Linked DNA regions of Macaca mulatta: region 1 is linked to region 2. Evidence: chromatin contacts called from public Hi-C data. All regions are on one chromosome and are shown on one strand. The core of a region is the stretch at or near the end of the contact, and the rest is flanking DNA. Distances in the headings are between cores, read along the strand shown.

The links. Hi-C and Micro-C count contacts between places; a contact is called where the count stands out from the background.
Region 1: a contact with region 2 is called in a Hi-C map of fetal cortex germinal zone, with 4 times the contacts expected there. The contact joins the enhancer-like site here to the promoter of TGFB2 in region 2. A contact is called at or near these places in 4 of 14 Hi-C or Micro-C datasets (fetal cortex germinal zone, fetal cortical plate, fibroblasts and 1 more).

Annotation. Positions count from the first base shown.
Region 1 is chr1:77,318,064-77,325,344 of T2T-MMU8v2.0, forward strand. It overlaps LOC114677745 (a long non-coding RNA gene), which reads right to left and starts at 721. Exons shown (of 5, transcript XR_013411028.1): 1 at 545-721. It overlaps LOC144337643 (a long non-coding RNA gene), which reads left to right. Exons shown (of 3, transcript XR_013411025.1): 3 at 919-2,293. Within about 2 kb of position 4,473, at least 4 of the 40 cell types and tissues checked have an H3K27ac peak or open chromatin away from gene starts, as enhancers often do. A contact at or near this core is called in fetal cortex germinal zone and fetal cortical plate, where this site is marked.
Region 2 is chr1:76,070,347-76,077,864 of T2T-MMU8v2.0, forward strand. It overlaps TGFB2 (transforming growth factor beta 2), which reads left to right and starts at 2,935. Exons shown (of 7, transcript NM_001266518.1): 1 at 2,935-3,387. The coding sequence starts at 3,042.

The DNA of each region.
Region 1 (7,281 bases), core at 3,223-5,722, 1.2 Mb after region 2:
TAAAGTGCTGGCTGTAACTGTAAACTTGAACCAAAGTACATTATTTATTGATGTTAATTAATAGTCTGTTGTTCTATTAGATTGCATATCAGTCACTAAAATCATTAGTAGACTCATCCAGCCTATCAAATGTGTGTGAGAGATCGGGGGACAGAGCAGAAAGTGGAAGCAAATGTGTTCCCGCCGCGTTTGAGAAACATGGAAGAAAGTTCTAAAATGTATCCAAGAGAATCACAGCAAGGGACTCCTCTAACAGAGAAGAGGACATTAATCCCATGAGCTGTGCTGGTATCTTTTATAGTACCCAAAGCAGAGGAAATCCCCATTTAACTAGGGTGGTCAGAAAATGGTGGTTTCTTATTATTTCCCCTCTAAAGCACTGTGGGGCCCTATGACTGAGTACCCAACTGGCCCTACATCTTTGTGATGACGGGGCCTTGGGCAGGATACTCGTCCTCTCAAAATGTCTTTGTTCTGTTTTTGAATGTTTATAAGAGAATATCTCAATTTGGATAATTTATAAGAAACAAGATTTATGTCTTACAGTGCTGGAGACTAAGACATCCAAGGTTGGGTGGGGGAACACATCTGGTGAGAAAGAGCCTTCTTGCTGGTGGGGACTCTGAAGTGACCCACAGGGTATCCCATGGAGAGGGGGCTGAGGGTGCTCCCATGTCCCACTCAGGACTCTCTTCCTCTTCTTATAAGTCACCGGTTCCCTTCCCATGATAACTCATTAATCCATTAACCCATTAATTCAAGAATGGATTAATCCATCCATGAAGGCCAAGCCCTCATAACCAATCACCTCTTAAAGGCCCACCTCTTAATATTGCCACATTGGGGATTAAGTTTCAACATGAGTTTTGGAGAGGACATTCAAACCACAGCACTAAGCCAATGTTTCTTCCTCTACAGGGAAACTGGGAAACTGACACTTCCTGCCTCATATTGTTGCCAGTTGCAAAGATCAAATACCAAGGTTATGGGAAGATGTTTTGAAGCCCCATATAAATACGTAATTTAATTTATTCCAATAAAGACTCTTGCACAGGCTGGGCACAATGGCTCACACCTGTAATTTCAGCTCTTTGGGAGGCTAAGGTGGGCTGATTGCTTGAGCCCAAGGAGTTCGCGACCAGCCTGGGCAATATGACAAAACCCTATCTGTACAAAAAAATACAACAATTAGCCGGATGTGGCGGTGTACATGCTTGTAGTCCCAGCTACTTGAGAGGCTGAGGTGGGAAGTCGCTTGAGCCTGAGAGGCAGGGGTTGCAGTGAGCCAAGATCATATCACTGCACTCCAGCCTGGGTGACAGAGCAAGACCATGTATCAAAAACCAGCCAACCAACCAACCAACAAACAAACAAACAAAGACTCATTGCACATATAAGCAATAGATCAACCATTTTCAAAGAACATAACAAAAAAAAAAAAATCTAACACTACACAAATCTTGAATATAATTTAACCTTTCTTTGAAAGTTTAGAAAGTATTTCAAGATGAGGCAATGCTTTTCTCTAACATTAATATGAGCATCGATTACAGAAATGTTCCACTGAATTACATGGCAAAAATTAAAATTCTGATGATTTTATATCCATGGTTGCTTGAAATATGAGCTATCAGTAGCTACTATATCCCATTAGGCCTTTCAAGTTCCACATCATAAGTTGTATAAGAGACAGGACACCTCCACTGAAGACATCAGTTGACTTAGACAATTTCTGTCAGATATTATTGATTCAGCAATATAAGAAGGTGACGAAAGGACATGGGTTTGGAGAGTAATCAGAGATGCTGCCAATTAAAGATACCTCTTACTCAAGACACTTTATTTCTATCTGTTGGAACATTGTCATAATATACTGTCATCTACTAAAAAATTACTGTAATAAATATAAAAATCTTCACTGTCTGCCATGACAGGAACCCCATGAACTATTACGCCCTTTTGCAATGCAGAACTTTCCCAACCATGTATGGTGGCCCTGAAATGTGTCGTTTTGTCCTTTACACCTTTATTTTCTATTAGTACATTTATTTTTTTAAAAAGTATGAACTGCCATTTGCAATTTGAAAAACATCAAATACAGAACATTGAAAAATAGATCGCTAGACCCCAAAATGAATCTTAATGGCAATCATAGACTTCAACCCCTTCAAGTGGATTTCTGAGTGTCTGAACATAGATGTAGGCTCTGAGACTATGATTTCTAGCTTGTTTTTCCAAAATATTCACTGTGTAACTGGGACAGTATCACTTAGCCCCTTTGTTCCTTATGATATCATTTATAAATGTTATACCTATATTTTAATAAAGGTACTTAATATCTAGATAATAGATATGGTTTGTCTATAATCCCTAATTTATATACAATAAGTCTACCAACTTGTATGGAAGAACTTCATAAGTTTTAAACTAGTATAATATTTAATTTTTAGTATATAAACATCTGATATGGTTTGGCTGTGTCCTCACCCAAATCTCTCCATGAATTGTAATAATCCCCAGGTGTCAAGGGCAGGGCCAGGTGGAAATAATTGAATCATTATGGCAGTTTCCCCCATACTGTTCTCATGGTCCTGAATAAGTCTCCCTACATCTAATGGTTTTATAAATGGGAGTTTTTCTGCAATAGCACTCTTGCCTGCCACCATGTAAGACATGACTTTGCTCTCCATTCACCTTCCGCCATGACTGTGAGGCCTCCCCAGCAATGTGAAACCATGAGTCAGTTAAACCTTTTTCCTTTATAAATTACCCAGTCTCAGGTATGTCTTTATTAGCAGCGTGAGAACAGACTAAGACAACATCCCATCAAATTATAAATGAATCTGAGGCTCTGATTCAGACAAAATAATTTTTTCTATTCCTGCTTGTGTTGTCTAGCCTTATCTTCAATATTTTAAACAAGTATTAAAAATATATTAATGTTGGAAACCATCCAGATCAGCTGATTGGGGATTGGTTAATTATAGGGAATTAGTTAATTATGAGTAGTAATTATAATTAAGTTAATGATGATGTAGGAATATACTGGAATACTACAGAGTCATCGAAATGATAAGGCAAATGTATATATTGCTTAGGGAAATAAATTAAGCTAAAAAAAACCTGTGCGTAGTATGCTAGTTAGAATAAATAATAAAGGATGGATGGATTGGTAGTCACATTCATCTACAGAATAAAACTGGAATGACATGCAGTACAATGTTTCAGTGATTCACGAATGGTTGGGATATGGCAATTTTCATTTTCATATTTGTACATTTCTGTATTTGGTGAACTTTGTATAATGATCATGTATTGTTTCTGTTGAGAATGTTGTTGGAACAGTTGTGCTGGGAAAATCTCCACCTCCCACAAAGTATTTTGGAGAAAGGAACTGTGAACAGCCTGGAGGAAAATTTGATATTTAACTCAAACAAGTAGCATCCACTATATTCACACTGGCAGAGATTTCAGAATTAGAGTCTTGCTTTATTTTTGTAAGCATCAAGGTTGATTTTTATATGTGTTCTAATCTTAGTTCAGTCCTTTAACCATTTTTCTCAGGACAATAGAAATGAAAGAATGTTGTATTTTGGCTTGCTGAGTTAGAACGAATGGGAAAAACTTAAAGGAAGCAGCAGAAGGAATAGTGAGAATGACATATATATTCTTTTTTTTTTTCTTTTTTTCTTGAGACGGAGTCTTGCTCTGTCGCCCAGGCTAGAGTGCAGTGGCACTATCTTGGCTCACTGCAAACTCCGCCTCCTGGGTTCAAGCAATTCTCCTGCCTCAGCCTCCTGAGTAGCTGGGATTACAGGCGCCCGCCACCACACCCGACTAATTTTTGTATTTTTTAGTAGAGACAGAGTTTCACCATCTGGACCAGGCTGGTCTCGAACTCCTGACCTCATGATCCACCCACCTCAGTGGAGTGCTGGGATTACAGGCGTGAGCCACTGCTCCCAGCTGACATACATTTTCCCTGGATCACTGCGGCCCAGCTTAAATATGCTTCTCTAGGTCATCTCTTTATTTACACCTATATCTGTGCATCGACATCATAGGCCATAATTTTCTCAAATCTGTTTTCAATATGAAAATACAGACATGAGAAAGAGCCAATGCTGCTCTCAGGATCTTACAATTCATTCTGCATCCACACAGTCCTGGAGTTCCAAACACAGATTGCCATAACAAGAGAATTAGAGCACTAACTGTTTTCAAAAATAACAACTCATTTCACTAAAATCAGTGAATGGCTTTTTTCAAAGCATAATTATGCTTTCTAGGGGAAGACATTAGGTCTACTGAAAGTAAGTCACCTAATTTACAGATACCAATGATGAAAATCTTCTCAAGGCATCGGGTGAATAAAAGACATTAATTATCAGTTTGTAAATGAACATGAAATGTGATGTGCCCACGGCCACGTGGGTGTTTCTCTGCAGATCTGCCAGTAAGCAGGCATAACGTGCCAGGAAGAAGGCAACCTGGAAAACATAGCCAGGAACTGGGACAGCTTGGGAAGCTGATAGAAAGAGTTGTTTAATGTGTAAGCTGTCGTCTGCACACACAGAAGCATTTCCATGGCTATGAACAAAGGATAACTGCAGGGTAGTTTATTAATTGAAAATAAATGTCCTTTTCTTTGTGAAATGGCTAGATATTGAAAAACCAAACACATGATAAGAGGACGTGCACAGTCAGCAGAGAAACGTCAGCTTTGAAAAATCTGCCAGCAAGGAGAAAGTTTTGAATGGATTGGTTTCCTGGCTCTGCACAACAAATAAACCACTAAGGGATTCCCAAGGATCTAAATAATGAATTAATCTCTCTCCTTTTCCCTTTCCATCTCCCTCTCCCTCATTCCCTTTCCTTTTGTGCATCAGAGAATGGTGAGCAAATACCTAGGGAACTACAGTATTTTGGGTCCCCCTTCTGATGAGACAACTAACACCTGAAAAAAAGAAAAAAGAAAGAAATGAATCCCATACATTTCATACTAAAGAACTGGGGGCTTACCACAAGACAAAAGAAAAATTAGATCTCTAGTTCTCAAGGCAATTTTTCTGCATCGTTAACTAAATATGGTCAGCATTCAACAATTGTGTAGATGAGGTGAGCATGTGGATATATTACAGAATTAATTTTCTTACCTATTCTATTTCTAGACTCAGCATCAGGTTGTTAATTTGCACATTTAACAATGTGGCTCCATTAGAAGGATCTACTTGGCTATATGGACCAAATCCTATATGAATGAATTTAAATTTACTACTAGGCACTGCTGTAAATTCTCCAGTGAAGATGGACTGTTTTGGGGCCTCCCAGATCTGAGCCAAATAATCCTTTCATGATGCAATAATTAAGACCACAAAAACTTCATATTACTGTATATGTCCCCAAACTGATACAGTGCTGGGCTCAGGAAAATGTTGTACATATACACAGCACATTTTATGAGATCCAGTACTTCCAACTTTTCTTTCTTCTCTTAGATAGATCTAATTTGTGCCTTGGTGAGAATTCAAGTCAATGAAGTATATTCCGAAGATAATATTTGTTCATCGATGATGTTTAAATGTACAAAGAAAAACTTCAATTACCTTTCCTCCTTATAACTGTTTCATGCATCATGGAAGTAACTGGGAAGATAGCATGGTTAAACATCTATATCACAGTTTCTCCTACTGAGAAAATTAGTACCCTTTGCAAGAGACAGAATTGCAACCTAAAGGGAAGCAAAAAATAAGTGTGTTCTGGAAATTAAGCCCTGTCAAGAAAGACATTTTTCTGTTCTTCTTGATGTCTGAAAAACTTTATAATAAAGACATTTTCCAATAAGTCTCTGGGAAATTCGTTCTGAGCTATACACAGAACAACTAAAAAAACCCATGATTTTCGTTCCTACAGTTCATTTGTCAGTCCAATAGTTCTGATTTTTCACCTTTGCAAATCCATAATCACATCCCTGGACTTCCACCATGAGAGTCTACTGGCTTTAGTGAGCAACAAGGTAGATTTTTACTTATTTATTTGACACTGCTCTTTGAGTTACTTCCATTTTCTTCCTAGTGCTAATAGAGAGGGAAACAAATTCTTTCAGGGGAGTTGTGGATCTGGCTTGGTGGTTTTTAAAAAGAGACAAGGGGCTTGTGAGAAGCAAAGGCAAAGGGAGATGGAGCCGGGGAGAGTACGGGCTGGAGAGGAGGGCTGCAGCAAGACTGAGGGCGCTGGGACATCTCCAGTCACAAACCAGCTCATCACAGCTGAGCCCAAATTTTCCTCCCTGTCTGTTATTACGAAGGCACATGTGATATGTGCCATTTTCAATACCGAAATGAAAATGGTTAAAAAGATTATTTTATAAATCTCAAAAGCAAATTATCCTCCCTTCATTTTTTAAACCATAAAACACATTCACTTTTTCTTAATAACATTAAAAAATTTTAAAACAAAAGAGGGAAGTCTCTCCAAACATGCACAAAATCCAAACCCTAAATCTTCCGATGCTGGAAACAAGGTTGAACAACATGAGAAATCATTCTAACAGCTGTTTCTATACATGAGCTATTAAGGAGGGAATCTCATGGTGTCACTTAACCAGCTGTCATATTGAGGAAAAGTGAATGTACCCATTGATGTAATGCTCCCGGGAGGTGGGAGGAGTAGTGGTTTCTTTGAGAAGAGAGGGGAGAAGGGTCAGGGAGGTATGGCTCTAACCTGCGAACAGTGGTTGAATTGTTTAGAATGTTGATTCAGGATCCTACAAAGATCCCATTATCCCTATTCTCAGGTCGATTGTACACCTGACAAATGGTAGCAGCAACATTACCAGACCTGGGAGAGTTCTGTAGCTCTCTAATATGTGCCAGTATTAAGTCTGATAGCCTCTCTCTTTTCTCTCTCTCTTTTTCTCTTTCTCTCTCTCTTTCACTCTCCTATTTTGATAGCTGCCTGCTGTTTAAGCAAAGCCCTGAGTTTCCTGACAGCTGATGCCCAGGTGGTCTCAGTATCAATCTAAACAATTTGACGTGAAATTGATCTTCCAGGGTTGGTGCTAGGGGAGCTGGTGTCAACACAGCATTCCAACTTCAGTAAAGATAATTCTTTCATCATCAAGGGCAAGGGGAGGGAGGACTAAGAAGAGCTGACACAGGTGTCCAAGTTGCCCACTTGTATTTGCTTTTGAAACTCTCATTGTGATGACATCACCCTATCAAAGGACTGTGTTTGTTGATGTTTGTTTATGTGGGTTGTCAGTATATAACCATGCACAAT
Region 2 (7,518 bases), core at 1,685-4,184:
TTCAATTCAAAACTGGTGTCAAGGAAAGGAACCTGCTGGTGCTGATTTATACATAATTTTTAGAATTATTCAGAAATGGTGAGTTGGACCAATTATTTTATTCCAGAGTTTTTCAATGTGTGATAATGGAAAAAATTCTGTATTCAAGGGAGTTCGGAAAATGCTGGGTTAAAAGAGTGAAAAGGTCTTCTCTTCTACACGAGTTTCAGAGCCTTTAACATGAAAATGTTCCGGAATGAGGAATCTAAGAGGACAGGAGAGTACCCAGTATCTCCCAGACTTGTTTGACCCCAGAATTCCTGTTTGTCAGAACATATTCTGGGACCACTGTTTCTCACAAGTACATAGTAGGTAAGAACATAGTGGATCCTGACTGCAAAAATCCAGCTCTACCACTTACTGTGGTCTCGAACAAAGTACTTAACTTCTTTGTACCTGTCTCCTCATCTGCCAAATATGGATAATAATACCTACTTTATAGGTTTATTGTGAAGATTAAATGACCATACACAACACACATCAAATTACTAAGTGTAGGATATGTTAGCTATTATTATTTTATTTATTCAATGCTCTACTAATAATCTAGGCCCCATATACATCTAAAGTATAAATTTCAAAAGTGATAGAAAGTTCTTTGTGACTTTTCTGAACTAGGGAACATCTGAATTGGGAATAGTATAGAGATCTTGGGTTTGGGGGTAAATTCAACAGAGTTTCCAATTTAAATCATCTGTCTAGTCAGTATGGCTGCAGAGTCATGCCGAAATGAAAATGTTGACTTTGAGTAACTAAAGGTAAAATAAAAGAAAAAGGGAAAGTGGAACAGTGGTAAGAGTTTTTCTTGTATTCATCTAATTTAGACTTGGTTGAAATTGAAAATGTCAAGTTATGAATAGTGTAGAACAGTAGACATCAAACACTAAAATTCCAGCTTCCTGGATTAATGCTGTGGAAAGAATGAAGTTGGTTGATAATGTTTAGCCTAGCAAGAAGGTGAAGAGAAAGCCATACAAGAAGTGGCTTAGGCAGCAAATGATAAAGGTGACCATTCAAGTCAGTGAAACAGACAAATATACCTTATTCTTTAGGTAAAATTGATGGATCTCTGTTTTCCAGCAGTTCATAAACAGAGGGCTATATTGTAAACAACAAACTAACAAAATAAACTCTAGGATGGCAACCTGTTAAGGCATCCCAGAAAATTAGAGGTAGGACATGAATTTAAAAGATTGGAAGGTATGTCTTCAGGACTGGCCTGGCCCTGAGTAGACTGGTGCTCCCTCCCACAGGGGTGTGTGTGCACACATAATACAGGAGGAAAGCCTTCCATTCTAGGGCAAGTGATTCAGTTTGGGAGGCTGTGACTGAGTTCCACTAAGTAAAAACGGGAAACTTGATTGTCCTTCAACAGACCTGTCCAAAATGACTAGAAAGTAAATACCGTAAATCACTATTGTCAGGGCGCACATTCCACCGCCTTCCTCCCTTCCCCACAGCGGTCCTCATTTCCACACCCCCTCAACGGTTAGGGGAGAGCTCGTGGTCTAAGTAACGAGAGGACTTCTGACTGTAATCCTAGCACGTCACTTTGTTGAAGGCAGACACGTGGTTCAGAGAGAACTTATAAATCTCTCCTCTCCGGCAAGATCGTGATGTTATCTGCTGGCAGCAGAAGGTTCGCTCCGAGCGGAGCTCCAGAAGCTCCTGACAAGAGAGAGACAGATAGAGATAGAAAGAGAAAGACAGCAGAGCGAGAGCGCAAGTGAAAGAGGCAGGGGAGGTGGATGGAGAATATCAGCCTAACGGTCTAGGGAGTCATCCAGGAACAAACTGAGGGGGCTGCTCGGCTGCAGACAGGAGGAGGCAGAGAGGGTCTATTTTAGGGTGGCAAGTGCCTACCTACCCTAAGCGAGCAATTCCACGTTGGGGAGAAGGCAGGAGAGGTTGGGAAAGGGTGGAAGTCCAAGGGAGCCCCTGCGCAACCCCCTCAGGAATAAAACTCCCCAGCCAGGGTGTCGCAAGGGCTGCCATTGTGATCCGCAGGGGGTGAACGGAACCGCGACGGCCGATCGTCTGTGGCTGGGTTGGCGTTTGGAGCAAGAGAAGGAGGAGCAGGAGAAGGAGGGAGCTGGAGGCTGGAAGCGTTTGCAAGCGGCGGCGGCAGCAACGTGGAGTAACCAAGCGGGTCAGCGCGCGCCCGCCCGGGTGTAGGCCACGGCGCGCAGCTCCCGGAGCAGGATCCGCGCCGCCTCTGCAGCCTCTGCGGCCCCTGCGGCACCCGACCGAGTCCCGAGCGCCGTGCGAAGCGCACCCTCCTCCCCGCGGCGCGCCGGGCTCGCCCCCAGCGCGCGCACACGCGCGCACACACACACACACACGCACACACGTGTGCGCTTCTCTGCTCCGGAGCTGCTGCTGCTCCTGCTCTCAGCGCCGCAGTGGAAGGCAGGGCCGAACCGCTCCTTCTTTAAATATATAAATTTCAGCCCAGGTCAGCCTCTGCGGCCCCCCTCACCGCGCTCCCGGCGCCCCTCCCGTCAGTTCGCCAGCTGCCAGCCCCGGGACCTTTTTTCATCTCTTCCCTTTTGGCCGGAGGAGCAGAGTTCAGATCCGCCACTCCGCACCCGAGACTGACACACTGAACTCCATTTCCTCCTCTTAAATTTATTTCTACTTAATAGCCACTCGTCTCTTTTTTTTTTCCCCATCTCGTTGCTCCAAGAATTTTTTTTTTTCTTACTCTCCAAAGTCAGGGTTCCCTCTGCCCGTCCCGTATTAGTATTTCCACTTTTGGAACTACTAGCCTTTTTTTTTTTTTTTTTTTTTTTTTTTTTTTTTTTTTTTAAGGAATTCAAGCAAGATACGTTTTTCTATTGGGCATTGATTAGATTGCTTGCAAAAGTGTCGCATCAAAAACAAAACAAAACAAACAAACAAACAAAAAAAACCCAACTCTCCTTGATCTATACTTTGAGAATTGTTGATTTTTTTTTCTTCTGACTTTTAAAAACAACTTTTTTTTTCCACCTTTTTAAAAAATGCACTACTGTGTGCTGAGCGCTTTTCTGATCCTGCATCTGGTCACGGTCGCGCTCAGCCTGTCTACCTGCAGCACACTCGATATGGACCAGTTCATGCGCAAGAGGATCGAGGCGATCCGCGGGCAGATCCTGAGCAAGCTGAAGCTCACCAGTCCCCCAGAAGACTATCCTGAGCCCGAGGAAGTCCCCCCGGAGGTGATTTCCATCTACAACAGCACCAGGGACTTGCTCCAGGAGAAGGCGAGCCGGAGAGCGGCCGCCTGCGAGCGCGAGAGGAGCGACGAGGAGTACTACGCCAAGGAGGTTTACAAAATAGACATGCCGCCCTTCTTCCCCTCCGAAAGTAAGTACTCATTTTGACTTCCATCCCCCGAGGTTTAGCGCTGCCCGGAGCTCTCAAAAACGCAGCAGCTCCCGGAATCGCCCTTCCCTCTCGCGGTTCCCGTTCGCTTTTTTCCCGTTCTCCTGTCCTTCGCCCCATCCACCTCCTTTCCAGTTGTATGCCTGAGGCCACTAGGCTTTAAAATGTTTACTTTGTACTTTATTTTCTCCATCTTTCCCTTCCCCCTAACAATTCAGCGCTTTAAAAGGCGTTATTCTCTTTTTCTCTTCACTGAAGTTCTTTAGTCCGCCACCAGCTAGGAGTCAGCCCCACTCTGTCAAACTGAGGTGCTCCCAGGGGCAGAGTTAAACTGGGGAATCTTGGTAGGTTTGTTTTCTTTGCTCCGATTGGCGTGGACCGCGCCGAACTGGTGCACGAAGGGTTAAAAAAAAAAAAGTGTCTCAAAGCTAGCCTCTCCGGAAAGCGCCCCCTTTCCGTGCTGACCTATCAACTGGTTCCCCAAGTCTTCTCTATTGTCTCTAACTCCCCTAAAAATGTCAGCATCGCCGAGACAAAACTCGGTTTGGAGACCCCTCGAGAAACCTACCTGGAAACCCTCAGTCCTTGATGTGTCGTTTGCTATCACTAGGTGTTTCATTACCCAAAGGCAAAATCCTATAACCACGTTCCCTTTTCGCTTCACCTGGAGTGTAGAAAGGACAACTCCGTTTCTGACTGTTTTAAAAGGTTTTAGTTCACGTTATTTTTCAGAATACACTCAAACCTGCCTTCTTCAGATCTCCAGTGTAGCAGATCTTTTTTCTTACGGGTCTCTTATCCTGCTCTTGCCTTTTCGTAGGCTTCCTGCACTTACTTCAATGCATTCCTAAAACTCAGAGTAGATGATAGCCGTTTTTTTTTTTTTTGCAAACTGGCTTCTCTGAGAACAGTGTCCTCAAAACCAGCTGGCATACGGTAGCAATAGGAGTGAAATGATTTATTGTAGAGGAAAGGAAGAGACAGTGTAGAATTATTTCAGAGTGAAAAAGAGAGAGAGAGAGAGAAGAAAGAAAAGAAAAGAGGCAGCATCATTCACTGATACCTGAGAGGGTTAAATACCAGGAAGAAGAAAAAGCAAAGTAGGGGCGGTGGGGGGTGGGGGGAACCTCTTCAACATTTGTGTATTCCAAATCGCAAGTCATAAACTTTTCATTGGTTGCTCATTTCTCTCCTCCCCTTTCCATGCCCTATATACTTGCTGGCTGCCTTTGCAAAGTCTCTGTGTCTTGCCTAAATAGATAATACAGCCATCTTGGTAATTTTATCTTAAAGGTTCTAATTGCAGGGTGGTGCTTTTCTTTTTTAATATTTATTTTTAATTTGGCAAGTGCTAGCTATGTGACCTGCCATGTCTTGTACTTGATGGTCTCGGAAGTCAGCCCATGTATCTAACCCCAGTCTTCCTAGTGACCTTTATTTTGCTGCAGCTTCTCTTGTTCTTGTTCAATAGCAGAACAGATGCAGAGAATTCTGGCAAGCAGGATGATTTTATTATTGTAATTATGGCGCTATCCATAACAGTGGTGATAAATACACTCCACCCCTGGGTATCCCCTTTGAGAAGTAAAGTTTTCTATCTGGGGTGGAGCCAAGGAGATATTAGTAAAGAAAGTTCATTAATTAGTCCAGAACCATTGAGACAAACAAGGAGTTGAGTCAGTTTGCTTTCTCTAGCACATGCATTGGTTCTACTGGTATTTGGGCAGAGCGGAGAGTATGTTATGTAGAACCTGAATAGCTCATCTTTCAATGTTTATATGCAAGAGGTCTAATAAACTCCCAGTGCTTTTATAACACAGAAAGGAGCTCTGATCTCATTACTGAATAGGTGTGGAGAGAGCAGGTAACCCAAGAGGGCATTAGTTCTTTGTTCTCTCAAACACACTTCAGTCTGAGGAGCTGAGATGGTCTAACCCGGGGTCATGATCATCAACAAACTGGAAAAATTTCTAGATTATTAGGAGGATTTCAGAGTATGGCATTTAACATCAATGTGTGGATTCTCCTCTCCATTTCACCCCAGCCACCAAATAAATGAAAACCTCCGATACATCCAGGATAAATAAAATATGCTGCCAGTTTTCATACAAAGAAAACAGGCTTTAAAAAGTCTGTATTCTGTGTGGAAGTTTAGGAGCAGAAAGCCATATTAATAGCAGGTTCGATACTACTGTGCAAGGACTGGATAATTTTATAGAAAATAGGTTAACTGATTTTCCAGCACTTTCTAGTTATACTGGAATATAGCAAACCTTTCCAAAAAAGAAAAAAGAAAAAAACGTATTTTTAAAAAGCAAATTGAAAGTACAGTATTGGCTTATATACTAGCTTTCCCTCTTTAGGACTTTTCTGCCTAACTTTTAACTCAGCTGTCACTGAAGTGGCTGTGGGGAGGGAGTGTGCCTGCCATTCCTTGCAGTGAATCTGGCGAGGGTCATAAGCCCCAGAGATGAAGGCATGGGAAAGATCACTGGTTCATTTTTTACCACCAACTTATTAGCGTTCAGGGAGTGACTTCAGCTCAAGTATTACAAATATGCTCTAATTATACTCAATGAGCTATATATCATTACAGATTGCTGATAGCCCTTTGTGGGACATTTTATAAAGTTCAGACTACATATTTTTAGCAATGTGGAGATTTAAAAGTAAAAATATAAGAGATATTGTATATGCCCTCAGGCATATTTTGTCTTAAATATTATCCTTGGCCAAGTGTACTATATAAATACAGTAAATATGAATAGAACTGGCCAGGTGCCAATCTCCTAGGATGAATTTTAGTCAAGAATGTATTTATGGGCTATAAATAATACTGTGTCAACATTTAAAGAAGGAGTCTGATTAGTTTTGAATTTATTCGTATTGATCTTTTCACGTGCTGTTAGTTTAAGACTCAAAGTGGAGTTATGCTAAGGTTTACCGATAGTTTGCCCACTGGGAATTAGTGGACCTCTAGTAGTTTAACAATCCATTTGAAGTTCGAGGCACATCTATTCGAAAGATGCTGCACAAGGTTTTAGAAACTTAGAAACGGTGATTCAGTTATACACAGGAAGAATTCAAATAATTGACATGTAAAAATCTGTAGAGAGTTGGACAATCAAAAAGAGGAAGAGACACAAAGTTTCATTGTCTTTCTTTTCTCTCCCCTTTTCACTGTAACCAGTCAGCACATGTTGTGGTTCTAACCCTGGTGATTTCGTACTGCCGCCATCCCCCCACCTCTACTCCCACTGGAACATTTGGCAATGTCCGGAGACACTTTGGGTTGTCATGACTGGAGGTGGAGGGGTGCTACTGGTATTTAGTGGGTCAGCCAGGGATGTTTCTAACCATCCTATAATGCACAGGGCAATGCCCCCTCCCAACACCAAAGAATTATCCTGGCCACCATGTCAGTAATGCCCCTGTTGAGGAGCCCTGGTATTTGTTTGGGGTTACTGAATTCTGTTAACAGTACCATTTAGAAAATAATAACAAAAATAAAATATCTTTATGATCAAAGGATATTCAAATGAGAATACTGAATAGGAGGATAGTCAGACACTTATCTTAATTAAATGGAGTGTGGATTAGACCATTGTATATGGTATGTACTTTATTTTTTGTGGTCTTAAATTAGAGACATCAAAACTTCCCATTTATTTAGCTTAAATGATGGTGTTGAGCTATCCATTACTAGCTTCAGTCAGCAGCAGTGTGATGTTAGAACAGAGAAAAAAGAAGTGAGGTATTATCATGGATTCTCCTTGCAAGGGAAATAAGCAGTTTGTGTTAATAAAGAGTGGAATCTCCAAGCTAGGCAACGGAAGAAAGTAAATAATCATCTCGATTTATTCTACCATTTTGAAGTAGGTACAATGAAAATATACAGCCTGAAAAATCGCAATGAGATTTCCTTTGTAGTTGTTTCACATGAATGTTAAACATTTAACATGAAGCAATCTCCTTTTCTATTTCCTCTGTAATTTTCCAAGTTAAATTGTGGAATGTAGAATGAATACCAATGACACTATGGTTTTGGGGAATGTGACTTAGCATTCAATTCATGAATATGTCTTTCTATATACAAGTTGCTGGGCTGTTGGC